Regions from separate parts of the Mus musculus genome. Here regions 1, 2, 3, 4, 5 and 6 are each linked to region 7. Evidence: chromatin contacts called from public HiCAR-type, HiChIP or PLAC-seq and promoter capture Hi-C data. All regions are on one chromosome and are shown on one strand. Each heading gives the region's core, a stretch centred on a gene start, on an enhancer-like site or on the middle of the called end of the contact. The rest is flanking DNA. Distances are from core to core; before and after follow the strand shown. Region 1 has its middle 64 kb from the start of Pus7l. Region 2 overlaps Adamts20 (a disintegrin-like and metallopeptidase (reprolysin type) with thrombospondin type 1 motif, 20). Region 3 holds the start of Adamts20 (a disintegrin-like and metallopeptidase (reprolysin type) with thrombospondin type 1 motif, 20). Region 4 holds the start of Irak4 (interleukin-1 receptor-associated kinase 4). Region 5 has its middle 54 kb from the start of Gm41388. Region 6 overlaps Adamts20 (a disintegrin-like and metallopeptidase (reprolysin type) with thrombospondin type 1 motif, 20). Region 7 holds the start of Prickle1 (prickle planar cell polarity protein 1).

Region 1 (2,700 bases), core at 57-2,556, 880 kb before region 7:
ACACAATGACGAGAGATGCTGAAACCGTTATAGAACTTTGCTCCACAGATGACAGTTGTTCTCAGAGATAAAGTCAGCTTTTCGTCTCTGTGAGAGTCCTGGAAGCCCATTAGGAGGACTCCTGTTTCAGTTGTTCTAGGACTGTGTGGCCATTAGCTCACCAGCCGTTTAGCTTTGTGACTGCCAGAGAATCTAGCATTCAGACTAGTAAGTGTGGAGACGGTTTCCTGAGGTTTTAAGATAAAGTATTAATTATATATCACCAAGAACTGTTGCTATAGAAGTTGCTTGCAACCCTTGACCTTCATGGTAGCTAAATGCTAGTGGCAACTGTTGGCTACTGTTGAGGTTGGCTACTCTTCCTGATCCCACTGTTATACTTTGGGGCTTTGCCACACTTTACTTTTTAACTTTACTTTCTGTCTTCTGTACAGCATCCCTGGGAAGTGGAAGATCCTCTGCTTTTTCCTTCTCTCCCACAGCTTGGTGTTACTTGAGAATACATTGCCTGCTTGGCATATGGACTGTATATATATTTTTTCCTCTTGGACTGTCTGGAAATCCAACTGTCTTCTTTTTCACAAAAGCCAATAATGACAACCTGGCTTCATGCCAAGGCCTTGCTTTTCTTCCTTTCTGCCTGGTTATTAACTCTAAAGAATCTATCACATGTAGTTCATTAGGCAAATGTTATCAACTAAAAAGAATTAAAGCTGTGAAATTTTTTTTTTTCTTTTTCAGGGCAGCAGAAAAAGATCTGCTCACTAGCTAAAACAAAACAAAATGAATTGTCCTGACTGGTAGATCTAGACAATGAACAGGGTAATGCTTGTAACAGAACTGAGCTATGGGGGAGGGGAGGAGGGCTCATTTGATGGCGCTTTTCATGTTTAGGACAAAGTCAGAGGTGAAGTAGACATTTTCATAAAAGACACAGTCGATGAGCCCAAGACTTAAGAAGAATAAGTTGCTTGTCTAAAGAAACATATAAAACAGAGACATATAGTAACAGAGAGGGGCTCACACCCTGGTCCTTGACTCTGCAGCCGCAGAGGGAGGGGGAGATATTCAGGTTTCACCTAGTCTCAAAATGTCCCCTCCCTTTTGTGAACAGAAGAACTATCTTTCTCTAGTCCAAATTATTGCTGAAATGCATCTGTGGGTTGTGGGTGGCTTCGGGCTTTTATATCTGTCCTTATTAGAAGGGACTTATTACAATTACTTCAACTCAGCCACTTTGAAAGGGCCAGAAGACACTGAGAGCTTGGTCGAGTTTAATAGGAAACAGAGATTTGCCTCCAAGGGTACTTTGCTCCCTTACTGGGAAGACAACGGAGGAAAGTATGTGGGTTGTAAGAGAACCTAAGATGAATTTAGACCACTCTATATTTTGGTAAAAGCCAGACGAGAAATATAGGATGAAAATAAGTCCAGGCGAGGGAGAGTCAATGATACCGTGGTTTAAGTTCTCTCCTGCCTTATCCAATTCTTCTTTTTATTAATTCTGCTAGGTCCTAGGAAAGGTTTTTTTTTCTTTTCTTTTTTTGCCTGAAGCCACGGTTACATGCATGGCGGAACACTTCTGTTCATGCCAGTTAACAGGAAGATCTGTTGTGGTTAAGATTGACAGGGGTGAGCCGAGGTGCGTGGGAGGCAGAGGCGAGAGCTGCTCCTTGGCTTTGTTCTGTCGTTAATGGGGAACAGACATCAAAACACCTCCCGAAAAGCTCATTTACCTCAATCAGATTACGCTGGGCATTACGCACCCTTTACCCGGCCTTTATCCTAGGACTGTGAAGGAGACTCCTTGAAGAAGCCACCAGTGTTCTTACAACACCCCTCACTCTTCGAAGACTCGTCTGAACCGGTGTGCTCCAGCCGATGCACTTGCGTCTGTGGGGTTTTGACCATGATCTCAGTTTGCCCAAATGTTAGCTAGGCCTTTTATGTAGCAAGAGAGAATTCTTTATGACAATGGCTTATACTTAGTGTTGAAGTACAATAAATGGGGTTACATGTTCCATATAAATTTAATAACACATCCTTTAAGACATGAAAATTTACTTAAAAATCAGTGATGCCTTTCTTCCTGTTAACTGTGTTTTCCTACATAGAACCCCCCGCCCCCTTACCAATGATATTTACTCAATGAAAGGTCATTTTAAGGGTTAGAGATAAGGCAAACAATATAAAGAATGTGATATGGGGGGCTGAGTATAGGGTTCAGTGGGAACAGAAGCTTGCCATGCCGTATATGTTGTGAACTTGAGTTCCAATCTCCCAAGTCTACATAAAAGCCAGATCTGTCACCCCAGAGACAAAAATCAGAGAATCCGAGGAGCCCTGGGCCAGCTAGTGTGGCAATTACAGCAGAAGATAAAAACAGGCGTTGACTCTGGGGTGCTGGCAAGACTGCATGTTGACCTTAGATCTTCAAACTTACCCAAATTCACACACATAAACGGTCACACACACACACACACACACACACACACACACACACACACACAAAGATACATTAAACATTTATAATTGTTCCTAGATAATGATTTCAAACTGAAGAAAGATTTTTAAAATGTTAAATTGTAGAGTAAGATTTTCTCTAATTATGTGGTGGGCCCAGACTGTGACTCAGTGAGCTCCAATTTGTGACATGAGCCAATAAAGGTCCATCAGAGAGACTACAATCTGTAGACAAAT
Region 2 (2,700 bases), core at 69-2,568, 710 kb before region 7:
GAAAAGAAAAGAAAGAAAAGAAAAGAGAAGAGAAGAGATGAGAAGAGAAGAGAAGAGAAGAGAAGAGAAGAGAAGAGAAGAGAAGAGAAGAGAAGAGAAGAAAAGAAGAGAGGAAGGAAGGAAGGCAGGCAGGTAGGAAGTAAGGAAGGAAGCAAGAAAGGAAGGAAGAAAGGAATGTGGGAGCAGTTGATTTAATGTGCATTTACACACATATGTCAAGCACTGTAGGTGATTCCTTCACATGTAATACTGCAGTGTGGCTACACACCAGTGCAGTGGTGCTACCCACCAGCGCAGCATGGCTAGCCACCAGTGCAGCACGGCTAGCCAGCAGTGCAGGCCCTGCAGCTTGTGTCATTTTATTAAGAGAAAACAGAGAACTGGTAAACCTGAAGCACTGGTAGTTACTTTACATATTGCTACAATTCGACATCTGACCAAACTACTTAATAATGGGTGTGGCTTGGCTCTTGGTTCTAGAAGGACTAGTCTATCATGGCGGGAAAGGCAGACAGGCAGAGGGGGCTGGTCACCTTTCATTGGTAGCTGGGGAGTAGATTGCAGGCAGGATGTGAGGCTGGGCTACAAACCCTTAACACCTATCCAAGTTACTCTCTTTATTTAGAAAGACTCCACTGCCCAAAGGTCTCAAGACTTTTCTGAACAGTCCTAGCAGTGGGGAACCAAGTATTCAAACACCGGAGGTTCTGGGGAGCATTCCACATTCAAGCCACAATAAACACCTAGCCCTGGGTTGGCCAAAAACTGACAGTGATTTCAAAACCTAAGTGCCTGATTCCCTATCCCATGTGTTTTTAGTATTCAATCCATCACTACCTGGTATTAGAAATTGAAAAAAAATCTTAAATTTCACAAAAATAATTCATGCTACGTGCTTATGCTCATTATTTAAAATAGGCTTGAGTTCACTGACATATAAATTTTATCCCTAAAGCCCTTCTGTTGCCACTTTCGTCGCACGTGCTAAGTAGACATTAACTTGTACAGTGTCTGGCTTTTCTCTAAGCCTAGCTCCAACCTCTCCCTGCCCAGAACACTTACGTAATGAGCACCCATTCACGTCTCATCCAACAGCTCTCAGTGCACAGTCCTTTTGGGACCTTTACAATCCTGCCTAAAAGCAAACCTCTTGGCCGCTCTGTCGATTCCCAAAGCAGCTCACAAAGCGATTGCAGAAATGGGGTTGGTCAATCCTGCTATTTTGCTGGGCTTGGTTTTAAGAATGTTGTCAGTGTTATCCTAGTAATACCTTAAAAGTAAGTGTGTGTGGGAGGGGGAGTCTGCCCACACCGAACAGATTTCAGTTTCACCGTCCAGGAAGGCAGATGCTCATGGTTCTGGCTGTGGGCTCCCAGATAGCGTATGAGTGGGATCTTTATTACAGAGATTATCGTACCTTCTTGGACAAACAGTCTCCTGGTTTGCTGTGGTTTATAAAGGCACCAGGAAAAAAAAGTGAACTCACAGCAATACCACTGAGAGAATTATTTAAAATTTGGCACTATTTCCACTATTCTCATAATAGCCACAGTTTTTGTTGTCTTAAAATAAGTAAAGATTGAGGTCCCCAGATGAGTTTTAAACTCCAGACAGGAAATCTAGATCAGTCTCACTTGCAAACAGACATTACTAAGAAGTCTAAAATAATCCTTATCCTTTTATAGCAGAAACAAACAAAAAATACTCTTAGGTATAGAGTTTAAAGTAAATGACAAGCTTTAGAATAATGGCAGAAGGTCCTGAGTACTTTTTGCTGCAAACAGTGCTTTCAGCTAAGCAAGAGGGCTCAGCCCTTTGACCCCAGTGTTTATGAGGCTGAGGCAGGTCAACTCTGTGATTTTTAAGACCACCCTGATCTATATAGCAAGTTCCAAGCCAGCCAGGGCTACATAGTAAGACCGTGTCTTAATAATAAATGCTGCTGATGCTTGAATTTTGAATTAGAAATACATTTAGTATTGCTTTTTAGCAAAATAGAGATGATTTCAATACTGTACTGGTGGATTCCCCCCTCTCCCCACCCCCCACCCCCCTGTCCCCACCTCCCACCCCCAGGCAGATGAGACAATAACATAAACAACAGTCACCAGGAGGAGGAAAGCCCAGTTGGGGATTGGCCTGTGAGGACTTTTTTGACTAGCTGGTGTCAGAGGGCCCAGTCCTTTGTGGGTGGTGCCTTCCGTGGCAGGTGAACCTTGTGTAAGATGGCAAGCAGCTCAGCAATTCCCCATGGTCTCTGCTCCAGCTCCTGGCTCCAGCTTCCTGCCTTGATTTTTCCAGTGACAGTCAGAACCTCCAGGGTTAGAGTGGAAGGACAGCATCCTTCTTTACAAGTTTGAAATGACTTCATCAACTCCCATTGAAGAAAGTCGATTCAATGTTTGAGACATTTCTTTACAGGTCGCAATGTTTTTCCACCCTGCTTTTCTAATACTAGTGTGCACCAACTAACACTGTGTGTTGAGTATTTCTACAAGAGACACTGGATAAATTAATCTAACTTTGCTTCATGTTTTATATTTGAAAACTGGATAGAGTAGCGACCTTTGACCTTTGTAGAATTACTTAGTATATGGCAAGTATATGGCAGTAAGTTATTGCTAAGTATTCCTATTGAGTCAGACATTTGAATTATATATGCAACGACTCATAGTGCATTTCCCAAGTTAGAACTGTAAA
Region 3 (2,700 bases), core at 37-2,536, 810 kb before region 7:
TAAAGGTTAAACGCACAGTTGTGGGTAAAGTCCGTTGTTGTTCTCTTTAAGACCACCACATTCTAACCTAAACCTGCCATGCTCTCTAATTCTCTGGTGGATGGAATGGCACTGGTGGGAAAGTGGGAAGGAAAAGAGGAGCGAGTGAGGATTACCATACCACCACCCAGCTGGGGATTTCACCATCAAATATAAGTTTCGACTCTCCCTTCCTGAAACTCTTCTACTACCCGTGCTGCCAACAACAGAAGATTGATACCGGTGACATGGAAGGAGGGAACGTATGGTTAGAGGGCAATTTCCAAGGCCAAGAGCCCAGAGCGCAACAGTGACTGCAACAGTGACTGTAAGCCAAACTGAGCTGCAGTCACCCCGTTGTATCCGTGAAGGTTTGCCTTCCCTGGTTAATGGCCTTGGTTGGATTTCAAGGCTCCCAGCCCCTCTCCCCCGTTTTTTTCCGTTCTGGTAATAGAAGTAATTGCAGATCCTGCAAATCAAACAGGTGAGCTCAGGACACGAGAAGTACCCTTGAAAAGAAGCTGTTTTTCTCTTCATGCTAAAGTTTGTCCGTTGCAGTAGGGCCTGGCCTTGCGCACGGATTCAGAGCTACAGATATTGTTGACGAGAGTTAACATTGACAGAGGGCTTTCTTCACTCGGTGGAGAGATTGGTCCCAGAAACAGGCAGATGTTCCGTGGTTCTTGACATTTGTATGTTTTGGGGAGAGTCCTTTGTGCATATTTAAGCACAAAACCAAAGGCGCAGACAGGCAACAGTAATCACATGTGACTGGAGTTCTGGAGACTCCAATGACCTCCTTGAACTTCCTCAACCAAGAGAGATAGGTTAATGCAGTCATACACAAGTCTTCTAGCTCCGTATCCTCCAAACTCCAGAGTCTCCCTGCACACAGGGACCCTCAAAAAACTGAGCCTCACCACAAGCTCCATGGATAGCATCCGGTTACGGATGGTTATTTTGCGTGGGAAGCCGAATAGGACCTCTCAAACGTGAATTGCATAGGCCCCGGTCTGACACTTGTCATTTCACTCCGTGCTCCTATCACCTGTCAACGTGCGTGGGGTCTGGCTGGTCCTGGGGACGCGGAGCTGCAGCCAGGGAGGTCCCGGTGCGCGCGCCCGCGGGCGGGGCTGCGCGGGGCAGGGGCTGCGCGGGAGGCCGAGCCGCCGCGCCTCCCGCTGATTGGTCGACCAGGTCCTGGGGGGCGGGCCCTCCGCCGCCCCGCGCGCCCCGCTACTCTGGCTCGGTTCCCGCTGGGCCGGGCAGCGAGCGCTTCCCAGGGTGGCGCGGGAGCGCGGGGCGCGCGGGCCTGAGAGAGCCAGGCGGGCAGCGCGCGATGAGGCAGCGGCGCCGGGAGCGGGGACTGGCGGCGGGGCGAGGCGAGCCGGGGTGCAGTCCCGGGTGCTCAGGAGGCTGCTGAGACGCCGCGGAGAACCGCTAGAGCGCGGAGGAGGGCAGCGGAGCTCGGGGAGCCGGCGGCCCTGGGGCGGCCTCCCAGTCGGGATCCCCTCCCCTGTGTGCAGCCATGCGGGTGGCCAAGTGGCTGACCGGGTTGCTCTGCCCGATCTCGCTCCTTCTCACTGGGTCCTGGGAAGTTCGTTTCCACCCACGACAGGGTAAGGTCGCCGTGGGCGCTTGGGCCGGGTGCGAGTGGGTGGTGCAGACTGGTTGGAGACCCCAGGCCACCCAGCTCAGAGCATCCCCGAGGACTTTTTTGGTTGTCGTGGAATCTCTGGGGACACGCTCTCCTGATCATGCGGCGGGCACGCGTGGGGCATGGAGCAGCGTGCATCCGGACAACACGGGTTGCTGGAGGCTGGGAAGAGAAGAGGGGCTGGCAAGGAGGTGGCTGCGCTGGGTGGTGGGTGGCAAGGTCTGTATAGAGCATATAGGACCCGTGGGAAAGCAGTACATGCCCACGGTGCCCAGGTGTGTGCGTGTGTGTATATCTGTCGTGCCCCTGAGACTGACCAAAACTGGGGACCTTGGGTAGGGATGCTTGGCTCAAGAGCTTGTGGGTTGGACAGCGTCGGGGCTTCATAGACATTTCGCTGTGTGTTGCAGAAGCCCTGGTGAAGACTCTGGCCTCCTACGAAGTGGTGACCCCCACGCGGGTCAATGAGTTCGGAGACGTGTTTCCCCAGAACCGGCATTTCAGCCGGAAGAAACGTAGCTCCGGGGTGCCGGAGCCTCCTCCGTTCAGGACCCACTACCGAATCAGCGCCTACGGGCAGCTCTTCCAGCTGAACCTGAGCGCTGATGCGGCCTTCCTGGCTGCAGGCTACACTGAGGTGCACTTGGGGACCCCGGTACCTGGACCAGGCGGGCGCAGCACGGAGTCCCCAGACCTGCGCCACTGTTTCTACCGTGGCCAGGTCAACGCGCGAGAGGACCACACTGCTGTCTTCAGTCTCTGTGGAGGACTGGTAAGCCTGATTGTACCTCCCTATGAGTTTTCTCTGATCCAGGCCAGGGCTGTCTGGGGATTGGGGCATGGTGGGTGGTTCCTAGTAGGTTCCTTGGAGTCCTCAGAGACCACCAGAGAGAGGAGCCTAGACCACAGGCAGAGAGAGAGCATCTTTCATCCATTTGTCACGTGCTCCAGAGGCGCTCAGGAGTGGCCTCTGGGTTCTGCTTCTACAACCTCCGGGCAGGATTTTTATGGGCAGCTATTGGTGC
Region 4 (2,700 bases), core at 137-2,636, 950 kb before region 7:
TTCTTCCTTATACTTTTACGCAGTCTGAACTTCCCCCATACCCAAACAACCATGTTCTACACTAGCTGTCCCAATGCCTCTCACCCTACAGCAGCCCCGTTTGTTCCTGATGCATCTGCCAAAAGACCTTTGAGATGCCGAGAGATGTCCACAATTTCTAAACACTGACATACTTCAGTGGCCACTAAAACGCTTTGGGTATACTAAAATGTATAATGTCATCCATTCACCAAGACATGTCCTATCTGTGACAGATATTAATCCAGGTGCCTGAAAAATAAAACGTTAGGAAGAATAGGGAGAAAAGGGAGGCAAGAACACAGGGGAGTTTTATTCTAATGATGGAAGAAGGTAGCAAGCTGAGAATGCATTTGGCAGTCTGTTAAACGCTGCCTGCGGTGGTTTGAACAGGAGGGGATTCCATCGTCCCTCATTTGAGTACTTGGTTCCCAGTTGGTGACTTGTCTCAGTTAGGGTTTCCATTGCTGTGAAGAGACACCATGACCAAGGCAATTCTTATAAAGGACAGCATTCAATTGGGGCTGGCTTACAGGCTCAGCGGTTCAGTCCGTTGTTGTCTGCAGTGCAGTCAACAGAAGTCTGTGCTACTGTAGAGTGCGAATTCATCTCCTAAGTTGTTTTGTTTGTTTGTTTTTTGTTTGTTTCTGTTTGAACAGGGAACACAACAAAGACAAGACTGGGAGGCCCAAGTTTGGCCGGAGTGATCAGATCAGTCTTGAAACATGTAGGAAGCAAAAATGTTTAGCATGAAAATAGGAGAATTAAAAAAAAAAACCCTGAGCTCTTTGGCATACATCTTGAAGAATTACTCCCAGAAACGGAAAAATCGATTTTTTTTTTTTTTTAAATTTCCTGCTTTGGGGCCACTGTGTCCATTCCGAAAGCTAATGGTGCTTTCTTGCTCTCTTGGGAATGCTTTTCCTGCCCCTCTCTTGCTTCCAATCTGTCTTGCGCTTACCTCTCCCTCTACCTGTTGGACTGTCTGACTACAGCTAGCTTCCTATGCTCCCCATAGCGAGCAAGCGAGACACTCCGGCGGCAGAGCAGCGCACAGAGGCTGCGGGGCTCCCCAAGCCTCCTCTGCCCGAGTGCGCCCATTTCCTGGTTCTGGAGCGAAGCGACTGATCACCAACCCGGCCCGGGACAGAGGACAGCGGAGAGATCGTGGCTTGAGATCAGCCTTCCTCATACAACCTACTTCCTCTCGGACGTCCCTCGCTTCCTGGACAAGGCGATCGGCGTCCCGCCACGGTCCGGCGAGGACTCGGGGGTGGAGGACGCAGGACCACCAGGCGACTTCAGACTGCCTGCGATCGGGATGCTGCGGGTCACCGGGGCATCATATCCCCCTGTGGGACAGGGAGGGCAGGTCAGCTAAGGGTGAGAGTATAGGGGCGGAGCCAATCCGGAAGGCCACGCCTTTCCCTCCCCGAGCTCCACCCAGGGAAGAGCTACACCAACCGGAGCCTGTCCCTTTAAATGTCCCTGTAAGAGGCTAGGCGGCGGAAAGGCTTCTGGGCATGCGCACTGTGTCACTCGGCGGACCACTTTCTCACGGAAGCGAGGTAGAGCTCACAGAGTCTATTAGGATGCCGGGTCACCGGTGGATCCAAGACTGCTGGACCGGGGAGGGAGGCGTGGTGGCGGCGCCCAGGGAGCGGGGTGGGGTTGGGGTGGGAGTCCCTCTGCAGCCTCGGCTCGCCCCGCGGAGCGGAGGAGGAGCTCTTGCCACCCTCGCCCCCACGTGCCCTGTCTGCCCGCCTCTTGACTAGCTGCTTGACTGCCATGCCTTCGTGCTGCACTGTCCCCACGTGTAGCCTGGAAAGCCGTCCTATGGTCTTTCTTTTCCAACAATCCCTAGGGTTCCGAGGACCCCTGTGGACTTGGTCAGAGCTGACTGCTGATTTCCATCTGCCATTAGAAACAACTCCACGGGGGCAGATGCCAACCTTTGACAGGGTGTTCACTATCTTTCCTTGTCAGCATTACTTCAGCTGTATTCTCCCTATCCCCTCTGCTCTGTGTCAGGGCTTCCCCCTTCCCCCCCCCCCCCCCAGTGCCCGTCTTGATTGTACTTGCACGTGGTATTTCTACCCCGCTTCTGTCTCTTGAACTATTTCCAAAGTCAAGTAGCAGTTTATTATATACCATTCCTGATTATCATAGACAAAAGTTAACACTTCTTTCTTTCTTGTCACCATTAACGCTCTTACTGTGTTCTACTTGTATCTGTTCAACTAGTATCTACTGCAGACCTACTATGTCCTTGGTGCTGTTCTGAATATGGGCTAGTCAGAATTCTGGCTCATGTGGAACTGACACTTTAAGTTGAAGAAGATGGACAGTAAATAATGAACACATTAGCTAGTCATGCTATACAGGAAATTAAATCAGTTTTTTTCTTTGTGTGTGTGTGAAAGAAAAGAAAACAGGTTCCTAAAGCTTATAGATGAATCCTATAGATTAGATTATTGGTGGGTGAAAATGTCTGAGGATGTAGATGATCAATTACTTGTAAAGTCTGGGAAATACAAGAGCTAGGCAGTGAAGCTGCTCTCTCAGGGCTCCGTGTGTCGTGGAGAGAGTAGATTGTGTGAGGACTGTGATTCATTCCCTATAGAATTGGCCTTGGGCCGCTGCTCCAAGAAAACACCATGAGACTTTCTTTTCTTCTATGCC
Region 5 (2,700 bases), core at 126-2,625, 600 kb before region 7:
CGTGTCCATTCTTCACAATCTCAAAGATGGTATCAGTGCCAAATGCTCTGGTATGCCACCACCTTCCACAGACTCTCAAGAGTCCCAGACCCAGACCACACAGGTTTTAGTTTGGGTCATTTTATAAGTTTCATATCTTTATCTGAGTCGTGGTAAGAGGCAATGGAAGGATTTTGAGAAAATAAAATGCCCAAGTTAACCATCATCCCAGGGGCAGGAGCATCTACAGAAGAGCAGCCTGTGTGCTGTGCAACAGCTGACTGGGACCGCGGCTGGAGCAAACTGGTCCACTCTAAGTGGAGGAAGAGAGGTTGAAGCGATAAAGTGAAACAGGATGTATTGTCTAAAACTTCTAAGAAAACTACTTTGTCCACCCCAACACCTCTTCCTGTTTAAGCAATAAGCAAAAACTCCATTAATTGGGGGAATAGAAAGAAGCCATAGGAAGTGTCCATTTCTTTAAAGCAACATCCAACATCACATTCCATTCCACAACAGCATTTCAATTCTAAAGCACCCATGCTTCATTGTGTGTCATCCAGGCTCTGAGAAACTCCATCAAGCTGCCTTCGGGCAGGAGACTATGACAAATCTTTGAGGAAATTTCCTTTTGGGCTCAGAAAGATTAAGTTCCTTGTGGAAAGCGAAGCGCTCTTCGGTGCATGCCCATCTCCTTCTGTCTCGCATTCTTCCGTCTCGGGAAGTCAGATTTACAGCCCTAATTTCCCCCCTTATTCATTATATCGATAATTAACCTATCAGAACTTCAGGCTCATTTTCTAAAAATAGGATTGGGTGAAATCTACGGGGGAGGGAATTTAGGTTCTTAAAGTCAAAGTATCTGACACTCTAATGCACACACGGAACGCGTGCATTTATACACCATACGTGGGGACTGTGATTTCACCACCCTCCCATCCGCCAACGTGTGCTGCAAATTGGGGGGTTTGTTAAATTGTGTTAAGATCATGTCGCTAAATGCAACTCTACGCATCCTGTCAGTCTCTCCTCTTAATATTTTCCCTGTGACCGAGGAATTTCCTGATTGCTTAATTCTGAGGTAAGCGTTGTATGGATTCTGTAGCATCATTAGATTTCTTCTGAGTCCTTCTCTGTCACCAGCTCCTTCACCATCAGCAACTTGAAATTATCTGCAGCAGTCACCTAAGTTCACCTCAGGTTCAACTGTCTTTTCATCGTGGTTCCCTGATGACATCTCTCTTTCCACCAAATGGCCAGATTGCCAGTACAGCCTCAAGAGGGCACCTAATAGGTTGCCAAGCTCACCATTTAAATCTTTCCTTTTCTGGCTGCCAGCAGCCCTCAGAGCCTTCAATGCTGATTCCTGACAGCATCCCCCAGGCCTTCAGTGCGCAGTGACCACGAGCACCTTCGATTTTCTCCTGTTTGAGGCTTAGCCTATATTTTCTTTCTGCAGGTTCGCCCTGTCTCACTAAACACAACCGAATTCCTATTTCTTCAGGTTATCTGAAACACAGGCTCCTGATTTTCTTTTTCTTAATCTTCAGAACTGACTTGCTTGGATTGAATAAAATAAATCTGTTGAGACTCACAGCCCTTTGGGCACTCAGAGCGTCTCAGCGACCCTGTGTCTTCAGAGAGATGTATTCTTTCCTCAGAGCGTAGGGAAGGTATCTCTCATACAAGTGTCCTGACTTCAGAGAAAGGCCGAAGCAATCTTTTATTCACTGCTTTGGGGCAGAAGGACAAGAGAAGGTGAGAGGGACCTTTCTGTACCAGAGGTTTCTCAATGCAAGGGTGATGCAATTTTCGATTCGGAACTCAAGAACCTTACCATCTAATCTTCTTATCAAAATATTCCCTTCCATCACTTCATTCCTTTTTGGAAGGATTGCTGGTGAACACCTTTGCTTTATCTCATCACATTTGCTGGGATGCTACTTGGTACCGATCATATTTCGGTTCTGTCTAAGCGTAGCTTCTGGCAAAGCGTCCAGATGTCTTACCCCTGGTGTATTTTAATGTTGAGGGAGTGAAAATCATTATCACTAAATAAATTCCAAGTCTCCACGGCAAAATAAATTATTTGATGAGTAACCTAATGTTTGAGTTGGTACCAACTCCCTGGATACTGGTCTAAGGGAAATGCTGTCTGTTAGAGGACGTCTGTGTAAGACAGTTGATAATGAAACTCTTTGGAAGCTGCTACAGTTTGATAGGAGGAGGAAGGGACTATGGCTATGGTTGCTGTCATGGAACTGAGTAGACATAAGAGTGTTGCCATCTTAATTTGGAAAAGATTTGAATGTTTCCTTTCAAGCAAAAAAAAAAAAATGAATGTTTCAGAAGACAGGTGTTTTTGCTCTGATTTAAACACTGCATAATGCATATACATATCAAAACATTATCAGGTTCTTTATATATATGTGTGTGTATATGCGCATATTGTATATGTGTATATGTGTATACATGTATATATATATATTTATATATGTATATATACATACATATATATACATATGGGTTTGTATGTTTTTATGCATACTAGTAAAGTAAGTTTGACTTACCTTTAACAACAATGATGAATTTAAAAATATCTATTAAATTCTGTTGGGTCTAACTCATCCCTCCCCTTAATTAGCTGCCTCCCAACCTTGAAGCCCCTCCTCTCATTGTTCAGTTTTATGCTCTTACTTTAATACTTCAGTTCCCACATTC
Region 6 (2,700 bases), core at 10-2,509, 740 kb before region 7:
TACAGTAACAAATCAGCTGGACCTCTCACACAAGTGTTGGGTACGTGTGACCCACATACCTAGCTGAGCTGCTCACTGAAGAACACTCAATTTCATGCAGCTATGAACTCTATCAGACTCTGTATTTAGATGTAGCAAATCATGAATGTATATTATATACGCACACATGTACGTGTGTGACAAGAGTCCGAGCTACTTTTCCCATTGCTGTGATGAAATACCCTGACAAAAGACTTTTAAGGTAAAGAGGGTTTGTTTTGGCCAACTATGTCAAGGGTGTAGACAACATGCAAAGAGGGTCCGAGCAACAGAAGCGCAAGGCAGCTGGTGACCTGCCAGCCACAGTCAGAAGGCGGAGAATTACTGCCTGTGCTCAGCTAGCGTTCTCTTCCATACAGACTGAACCCAAGCCCAGGAACTGCGCTGCTTAGAGTTAGGAAATCCTAACCTCAGAAAGCCTAATCAAGACGACCCTTCACGGGCACGGCCAGAGCCTCACCTAATCTAGATGGCCCTCTCAGGAAGCTTGCCTTCAAGGTGATTCTAGATACGATCAGGTTGATAATAATGACCACCGGGGTTTATATTGATTCTTTAATAGGAGTCAATTAAAGATTGATTGAAAGGGTCTATAAAAGGAAGATATTATTTTGAAAAGAGTCACACGTATTGATGGTGACCAACAGCGTCTTTGTGAATAACTGTGGACATTTTTGGGGGGATGGGGTACCCTGCTAGTGTTTTATGTTGCTCGGATCCCCATCCAGTGGTCACACAGATGGTCCCGGTTAAACTAAATGGGCCACAAAACCAAACCAAGGGTCACAAATCAGGGGACAGGGTTAGTAGAGAGGAGTGGAAGAGGATGGGGGTGGGGGAGAGGGGAGGGTGGGGGAGAGTAACCAGAATGCATTGCATCCGCGTACGACATTGTCAACGGGCTAACTTAATTTTAAAATTTGGCTTTAAGACATTAAGGCTTAGCACATTTGTTTCGAATTAAACCTAAATGGAATGCAGACGGGATGTTGTCTGCTTTCTGCACTGGTGATTGTCTAGTTGGGTGCTCTGTATGGGGGCGCTCTGGTTTGTCCAGTTTCTCCTGTCTCTGTGTGTCTTTCCTGTTTCATGCCTCTGGAGAGGTTCTGGGATGCGGCAGGGTGGGATGAATCTGTCTTAACATACTTGGCTGCTCTGTTCAGGTTTCCTTACACAGCACCATGGAGAAGCTTATCTCCTTAGCCCCCATTTATATCTGCTTTCTGCAGATTCAGGAAAGAGCTTGAATTTGAAAGTGAAGCCAGTTCCTCCCACCCTGCCCGGTCCCTATCTCAGGAGAGCCGCGTTACATTGTTTTTCAGCATTATCTGACACTCAAGGGAACTTTCTCCTGAATGGAAACTTTGTTGTAAGTATGGCGAAGAAAGAGATCAACATCCAGGGTGCTGTTTTCGAATACAGCGGGTCAAACAACTCGATTGAAAGAATTAACAGCACGGACCGGCTGGAGGCGGAGCTCGTTCTGCAGGTAACTAACGGCTAGTAGGCAGCGGCGAGACAGAGCTGCAGTCTTTATCAGTGGACTTGTGACGTGCTTGCCATTATCAGCTATAAAAACAATGTCTCATGAGTTTATCTTTTATAAGTTAATTGTGTGTCCCTCTGTATTTTATTGAGGTGTTGTGTGTGGGTAATTTATACAACCCTGACGTGCGCTATTCCTTCAACATCCCCATTGAGGAGAGGAGCAATCTGTTCTCCTGGGATCCATACGGGCCGTGGCAAGACTGTACCAAAATGTGCCAAGGTACCCTGGCCTTAAATAAGAGACCCAAGTTATGCATGCTGGTATTGTCTGGATTTCCCTTAAGTTTGGTTGGATTTCTTTTAAGTGTGACCTTCCATACACAGAGCACACGGGCTTGCAACGTACCCTGTCTGTACCCCTTCTTCCCAGGTCTTTCTTTTCCTTGTGGCTAACCAACCACCCCATCAACCCTACTGTTCTCTCTCAGCATCTTCCACTGTTGCTCTCTCTCCTTTCCCTCTAGGTTTCCAGGTTAGTACCAACCCCCCCCACCCCCCCCCCCGTCATTCCCCTCCACACATCTTTTCTTAGAATCCCATTTGTCTTTCACTGTCACAATGTCAAACATTTATTTCTCTTCCTTGGACACGAGAAAATAACATTTGTACTGTGACGTGAAAAACTGGAAGGATCAGAGAGGAAAGGGGCAAAGGAGGGAGATGGAGAGCAGAAGGGAAAACGGAAACAGTGGAGCCACGGCGTGGTCTGCAAATGTGGGTGTGGTTGTGATATGATGCTGTTTCTGCTCCGTACCGGCGAGATTTATTGAGGGACCGCTTTGATTCAGATCATTGTTAGGAGCCCAATTTTATATTCAGATATAGACTGCACATAAACAGACCTTGTCATGCAAGTGCAGTGCCATGGATTCCCCAGAAAAGGTGGAGGAAGTTGTAGAGTGTGGAAGCTGAGGTATACATCTTGTATAGGATGGAGCATGGGGCGTGAGGATGCGGGGGGGCAGTGGATTAGAGGGAAGGAAGCTCTGAACAGTGTGCAGATGAGGAAGGGTAGGTGGTAGATTGGGGCAGGGCTGCTCAGGATGGTGTTCTGTCATTGTGTGGGGCAGGGTCTCAGAAGGGACATAGTAGTAAGTGGCACAAGATCAACCA
Region 7 (2,700 bases), core at 75-2,574:
TGGGTCACGAGGGAGAGGGTTTCAATAGCAGCAGCCTGTGCCAGTCAGTAGCATCCAGGATGTTAACCGACTGAGGAGTAAGAGGTGAGGAAAACAGACTCTAGCTTTGGAGCTCCCTCGTTTGACTTTAGTTATCGTCACTTTACATCTTCGTAATCCATTGGCTTCATTTTTAACGAAGCTCTCTTTGCTTCGCCACCAAAGAAATGGAAAATGCTTGCTACCAGAGAAAGTCCTAAAATGGTCGGTCAGCTTTGGTTATCCTCAAAGAGATACAAATCCATCAATCAAGGTCATCCTCTCTACTCGCAACACTCAAAGCCTTCTCGTCCTGGAGGATGCTTCTTTCAGCATCTTGGAAGGTTTAGAAGACATAGGGAGGTCCACAAAGGTCCAGCTTTGTAGGGACACATGTCAAGTTGTCATTACCAGCTGCAGTGGGCTCTGCCCTCTGAGATATGGGATCATAGTGTCCATTCCACAGATCCGGGAGTAGAGAAGGTAAGAGGATAAGGTTTAAGGGGCCCTGCAAATGTCAGGGCAGAACTTTGAAACAGCCAGAGTCCCTGTTGACCGTGGGCGACTGAGCCTGACAGCCCAGCCCAGCCCAGCCCTGGGAACCGGGTACAGTGAAAACACGGAGAGTGGCTTGGTCAATGAAAAATTATCCTCATGGTGGAATGAAGGCTTTGGACCCTGCATCTAGTGCACCCTGCTAACTTGGTCCTGGCCCCAGACACCGCGGTCCTCGAGGGTCCTCAGCTGTAACCCTCAGGCTTTTTCCTTGAAACGATCACTTTGGCCTTCCTGATCTGAAATCTCACCCCTTGGCTGTGGAGCTGACTTAAGTAAGGCCAGTCTGGGGAATTACACAAAATAGGATCGAGTCCAGGTGGGTTTATCAGAGGCGAGAGCTCCGGAAGGAATTCAGAGTTTAATTAACTCGTGCCCTCTGTACACGCCCCCAAAGGAAAGGGAACCCTAATAGGGACCCCATCAAAGTGTTTGATCAGAGGAAATTGGGTTCGCCTTTTCCTCTCCTTCACCTTTCCTATCTGGCAATCAATCCATCTGGATTATTGGCTGAACCTGGGCAACAGCATTAAAAAGGGCACAGAATCGGAGGCGGGGCGGGGCGGAGACTGGCGGGCCTGCAGACCGCAGCCCGGCCGGTGCTGCCTCGCGGGAGGGATCGCGGCCCCGCACTGTGCGCGTGGGCGCGCAGAGCCGCCTGGATCCCCTGCGTCCGCGCTCCGGGATTTCGCTGGCGCCGGCGCGACGGCCGGGGGCGGGTGCTCTGCAGCGGCCGGGACTGGAGCGCGCACTCCGCCTGCAGCCGAGCAGCGGCCCGGGAGCCGCCACCACCTTGCAAGCCCCGCGCCGCCTGCGCTGACCTGGACCGCGCGGCCGCAGCGCTACGGGCCCGGCTGCGGACGCTCCCGGGGCTGCGCACGCGGGAGCGCGCCTGACGCGGAGGACCGCAGCTCTCAACGCCACCGCCGAGGACCGCGCGGCCGCCTCTCGCGCGTGGGGTGAGTGGCGAGGGGCGCCGCGGCTCGGGCCGCGTTGTCACGGCGCGGGGTGGGACGTCCGGCGGTTTGGGAGCGCGGGGACCGCACGAGAAGAGCTGCTGGGCTGTGGCTGCCTAGAGGCTGGGCACACGGCCCCCTCGTGCTGCGTGGCAGCCAGGTTCCCCCTGCGCCGAGGCCAGCTGCATGGCCCGGAGCCCGGCCACGCGAGATCGGGGAGGCGAGGGTGAGTGGCTGAGGATCGCCTGTCACCTACTGGCGTCGGCGGGGAGACTAGGCGCCTAGCGTGCCCGGGAAGGGCTGCCTGCCCTGGAGAGGCAGCCGCAGCCTGCCCTCGGTGGAGACCCCTGCTCTGCACGCAGCTCGCCCGTGGGAGAGGAGGGGAGCCGCGACGTCCTCCCTTCTGGCAGAAAAAGTTGAAGAAACTAGGTCTGTTAATAATTAGCAGGAGCGGGACTCGGGATGCAGCAGAAAGCTGTTGAGTTTTCATTGCCCTCTAAGAAAAACAAACGGCATCGCCAACGACTATTGGCAGGGCCGTGTTATTTTTGGGACTTTGGGAAAATTGTCCACAGATTGCGTTCGGGAGACTGAAGACGGGGGGTGTACCCGGGAGGTCGTGGGGACGGCTGGCACAGCTTTGAGTCCCAGCCCGCCCCTGTAGGACTCAGAGTCTTAAGCCTGACGCACTTGGTTCCTGGTTTTAAAACGTGTCAGAGGCAGAACTGCAGCCAGGATCAAGGAGAAGAACGCACCGCGAACCGGCCTAAAAGGAGCATGTGTAAAAATCGCTGGCGGAGCCCAAGTGCACTTGTGCTGTTTAAAAAAAAAAAAAAAAAAAAAAAAAAAAAAAAAAAAAAAAAAAAAAAAAAAGAATGTTGCATTTGTGGCTTTTAGGGTAGGTTTTATGAATGACAAATTATACTTGATGAAATTGTATCTCCTATCTGTCCCTGAACAGTTCTGTCTGCCGCCTGGTTTTAATCAGCGCTTTGGGAAGGCAGTGTCTGCGCTGATGTTATATAATTGACATGGTTCGCCATCAGATATTTTTAATGTACTTTCGGACGAAAGAAACTTCATCTGTCTCTTCAGACAGGCTCAAGGTGTAGACAGAGTGAGGGCTGCAAAGGTTTGCCCTCCTCTAGCTCCAGATGTGTGAGCTCAGCTG

What was found. Promoter capture Hi-C pulls out the DNA fragments that hold promoters and counts their contacts. HiCAR-type assays count read pairs that join an accessible place to other places. HiChIP or PLAC-seq counts read pairs in DNA pulled down with a chosen protein or histone mark.
Region 1: a contact with region 7 is called in a promoter capture Hi-C map of cranial neural crest, with 5 times the contacts expected there. The contact joins the enhancer-like site here to the promoter of Prickle1 in region 7. A contact is called at or near these places in 8 of 39 promoter capture datasets (the C10 cell line, cranial neural crest, embryonic stem cells and 5 more) and 3 of 115 datasets of contacts at active chromatin or transcription factors (astrocytes, embryonic forebrain and forebrain).
Region 2: a contact with region 7 is called in a promoter capture Hi-C map of hippocampal neurons, with 4 times the contacts expected there. The contact joins the enhancer-like site here to the promoter of Prickle1 in region 7. A contact is called at or near these places in 8 of 39 promoter capture datasets (the 3T3-L1 cell line, cranial neural crest, embryonic stem cells and 4 more), 1 of 484 Hi-C or Micro-C datasets (cortical neurons) and 2 of 115 datasets of contacts at active chromatin or transcription factors (embryonic forebrain and stem cell-derived neural progenitor cells).
Region 3: a contact with region 7 is called in a HiCAR-type map of astrocytes, with 5 times the contacts expected there. The contact joins the promoter of Adamts20 here to the promoter of Prickle1 in region 7. A contact is called at or near these places in 4 of 39 promoter capture datasets (the 3T3-L1 cell line, the C10 cell line, hippocampal neurons and 1 more), 5 of 484 Hi-C or Micro-C datasets (cortical neurons, embryonic stem cells and muscle stem cells), 5 of 115 datasets of contacts at active chromatin or transcription factors (astrocytes, cardiomyocytes, embryonic forebrain and 2 more) and 1 of 9 other capture datasets (embryonic stem cells).
Region 4: a contact with region 7 is called in an H3K4me3 HiChIP or PLAC-seq map of pro-B cells, with 6 times the contacts expected there. The contact joins the promoter of Irak4 here to the promoter of Prickle1 in region 7. A contact is called at or near these places in 14 of 39 promoter capture datasets (the 3T3-L1 cell line, 3T3-L1-derived adipocytes, the C10 cell line and 9 more), 7 of 484 Hi-C or Micro-C datasets (CD4 T cells, CD8 T cells, LSK cells and 3 more), 14 of 115 datasets of contacts at active chromatin or transcription factors (T-cell acute lymphoblastic leukemia, bone marrow-derived macrophages, cardiomyocytes and 10 more) and 2 of 9 other capture datasets (embryonic stem cells and liver).
Region 5: an H3K4me3 HiChIP or PLAC-seq map of the SCID.adh cell line shows a contact between it and region 7, with 16 times the contacts expected there. The contact joins the enhancer-like site here to the promoter of Prickle1 in region 7. A contact is called at or near these places in 13 of 39 promoter capture datasets (the HPC-7 cell line, the SN4741 cell line, cancer-associated fibroblasts and 9 more), 2 of 15 datasets of contacts at CTCF or cohesin (both in the NIH/3T3 cell line), 18 of 484 Hi-C or Micro-C datasets (the C2C12 cell line, DN2 thymocytes, the NIH/3T3 cell line and 14 more) and 20 of 115 datasets of contacts at active chromatin or transcription factors (the SCID.adh cell line, SST interneurons, cardiomyocytes and 14 more).
Region 6: a promoter capture Hi-C map of frontonasal cranial neural crest shows a contact between it and region 7, with 5 times the contacts expected there. The contact joins the enhancer-like site here to the promoter of Prickle1 in region 7. A contact is called at or near these places in 8 of 39 promoter capture datasets (the 3T3-L1 cell line, cranial neural crest, embryonic stem cells and 4 more), 1 of 484 Hi-C or Micro-C datasets (ventricular fibroblasts), 4 of 115 datasets of contacts at active chromatin or transcription factors (astrocytes, embryonic forebrain, forebrain and 1 more) and 1 of 9 other capture datasets (embryonic stem cells).

What each region holds. Positions count from the first base shown.
Region 1 is chr15:94,477,882-94,480,581 of GRCm38.p6, reverse strand. No RefSeq gene overlaps it. Among named protein-coding and RNA genes, the nearest start is that of Pus7l, 64 kb to the left of the region's middle. Within about 2 kb of position 1,306, at least 50 of the 459 cell types and tissues checked have an H3K27ac peak or open chromatin away from gene starts, as enhancers often do.
Region 2 is chr15:94,308,504-94,311,203 of GRCm38.p6, reverse strand. The region is part of intron 28 of Adamts20 (a disintegrin-like and metallopeptidase (reprolysin type) with thrombospondin type 1 motif, 20); the gene reads left to right. Among named protein-coding and RNA genes, the nearest start is that of D630010B17Rik, 63 kb to the right of the region's middle. Within about 2 kb of position 1,318, at least 6 of the 459 cell types and tissues checked have an H3K27ac peak or open chromatin away from gene starts, as enhancers often do. A contact at or near this core is called in hippocampal neurons, where this site is marked.
Region 3 is chr15:94,402,936-94,405,635 of GRCm38.p6, reverse strand. Adamts20 (a disintegrin-like and metallopeptidase (reprolysin type) with thrombospondin type 1 motif, 20) reads left to right here and starts at 1,286. Exons shown (of 39, transcript NM_177431.5): 1 at 1,286-1,637; 2 at 2,086-2,447. The coding sequence starts at 1,547.
Region 4 is chr15:94,542,346-94,545,045 of GRCm38.p6, reverse strand. It overlaps Irak4 (interleukin-1 receptor-associated kinase 4), which reads right to left and starts at 1,386. Exons shown (of 12, transcript NM_029926.5): 1 at 1,220-1,386. It overlaps Pus7l (pseudouridylate synthase 7-like), which reads left to right and starts at 1,539. Exons shown (of 9, transcript NM_172437.3): 1 at 1,539-1,586.
Region 5 is chr15:94,190,551-94,193,250 of GRCm38.p6, reverse strand. No RefSeq gene overlaps it. Among named protein-coding and RNA genes, the nearest start is that of Gm41388, 54 kb to the right of the region's middle. Within about 2 kb of position 1,375, at least 15 of the 459 cell types and tissues checked have an H3K27ac peak or open chromatin away from gene starts, as enhancers often do. A contact at or near this core is called in the SCID.adh cell line, craniofacial prominence, embryonic basal ganglia and 3 more, where this site is marked.
Region 6 is chr15:94,337,515-94,340,214 of GRCm38.p6, reverse strand. It overlaps Adamts20 (a disintegrin-like and metallopeptidase (reprolysin type) with thrombospondin type 1 motif, 20), which reads left to right. Exons shown (of 39, transcript NM_177431.5): 17 at 1,362-1,528; 18 at 1,678-1,807. Among named protein-coding and RNA genes, the nearest start is that of Adamts20, 65 kb to the left of the region's middle. Within about 2 kb of position 1,259, at least 2 of the 459 cell types and tissues checked have an H3K27ac peak or open chromatin away from gene starts, as enhancers often do.
Region 7 is chr15:93,594,526-93,597,225 of GRCm38.p6, reverse strand. It overlaps Prickle1 (prickle planar cell polarity protein 1), which reads left to right and starts at 1,324. Exons shown (of 8, transcript NM_001033217.5): 1 at 1,324-1,532.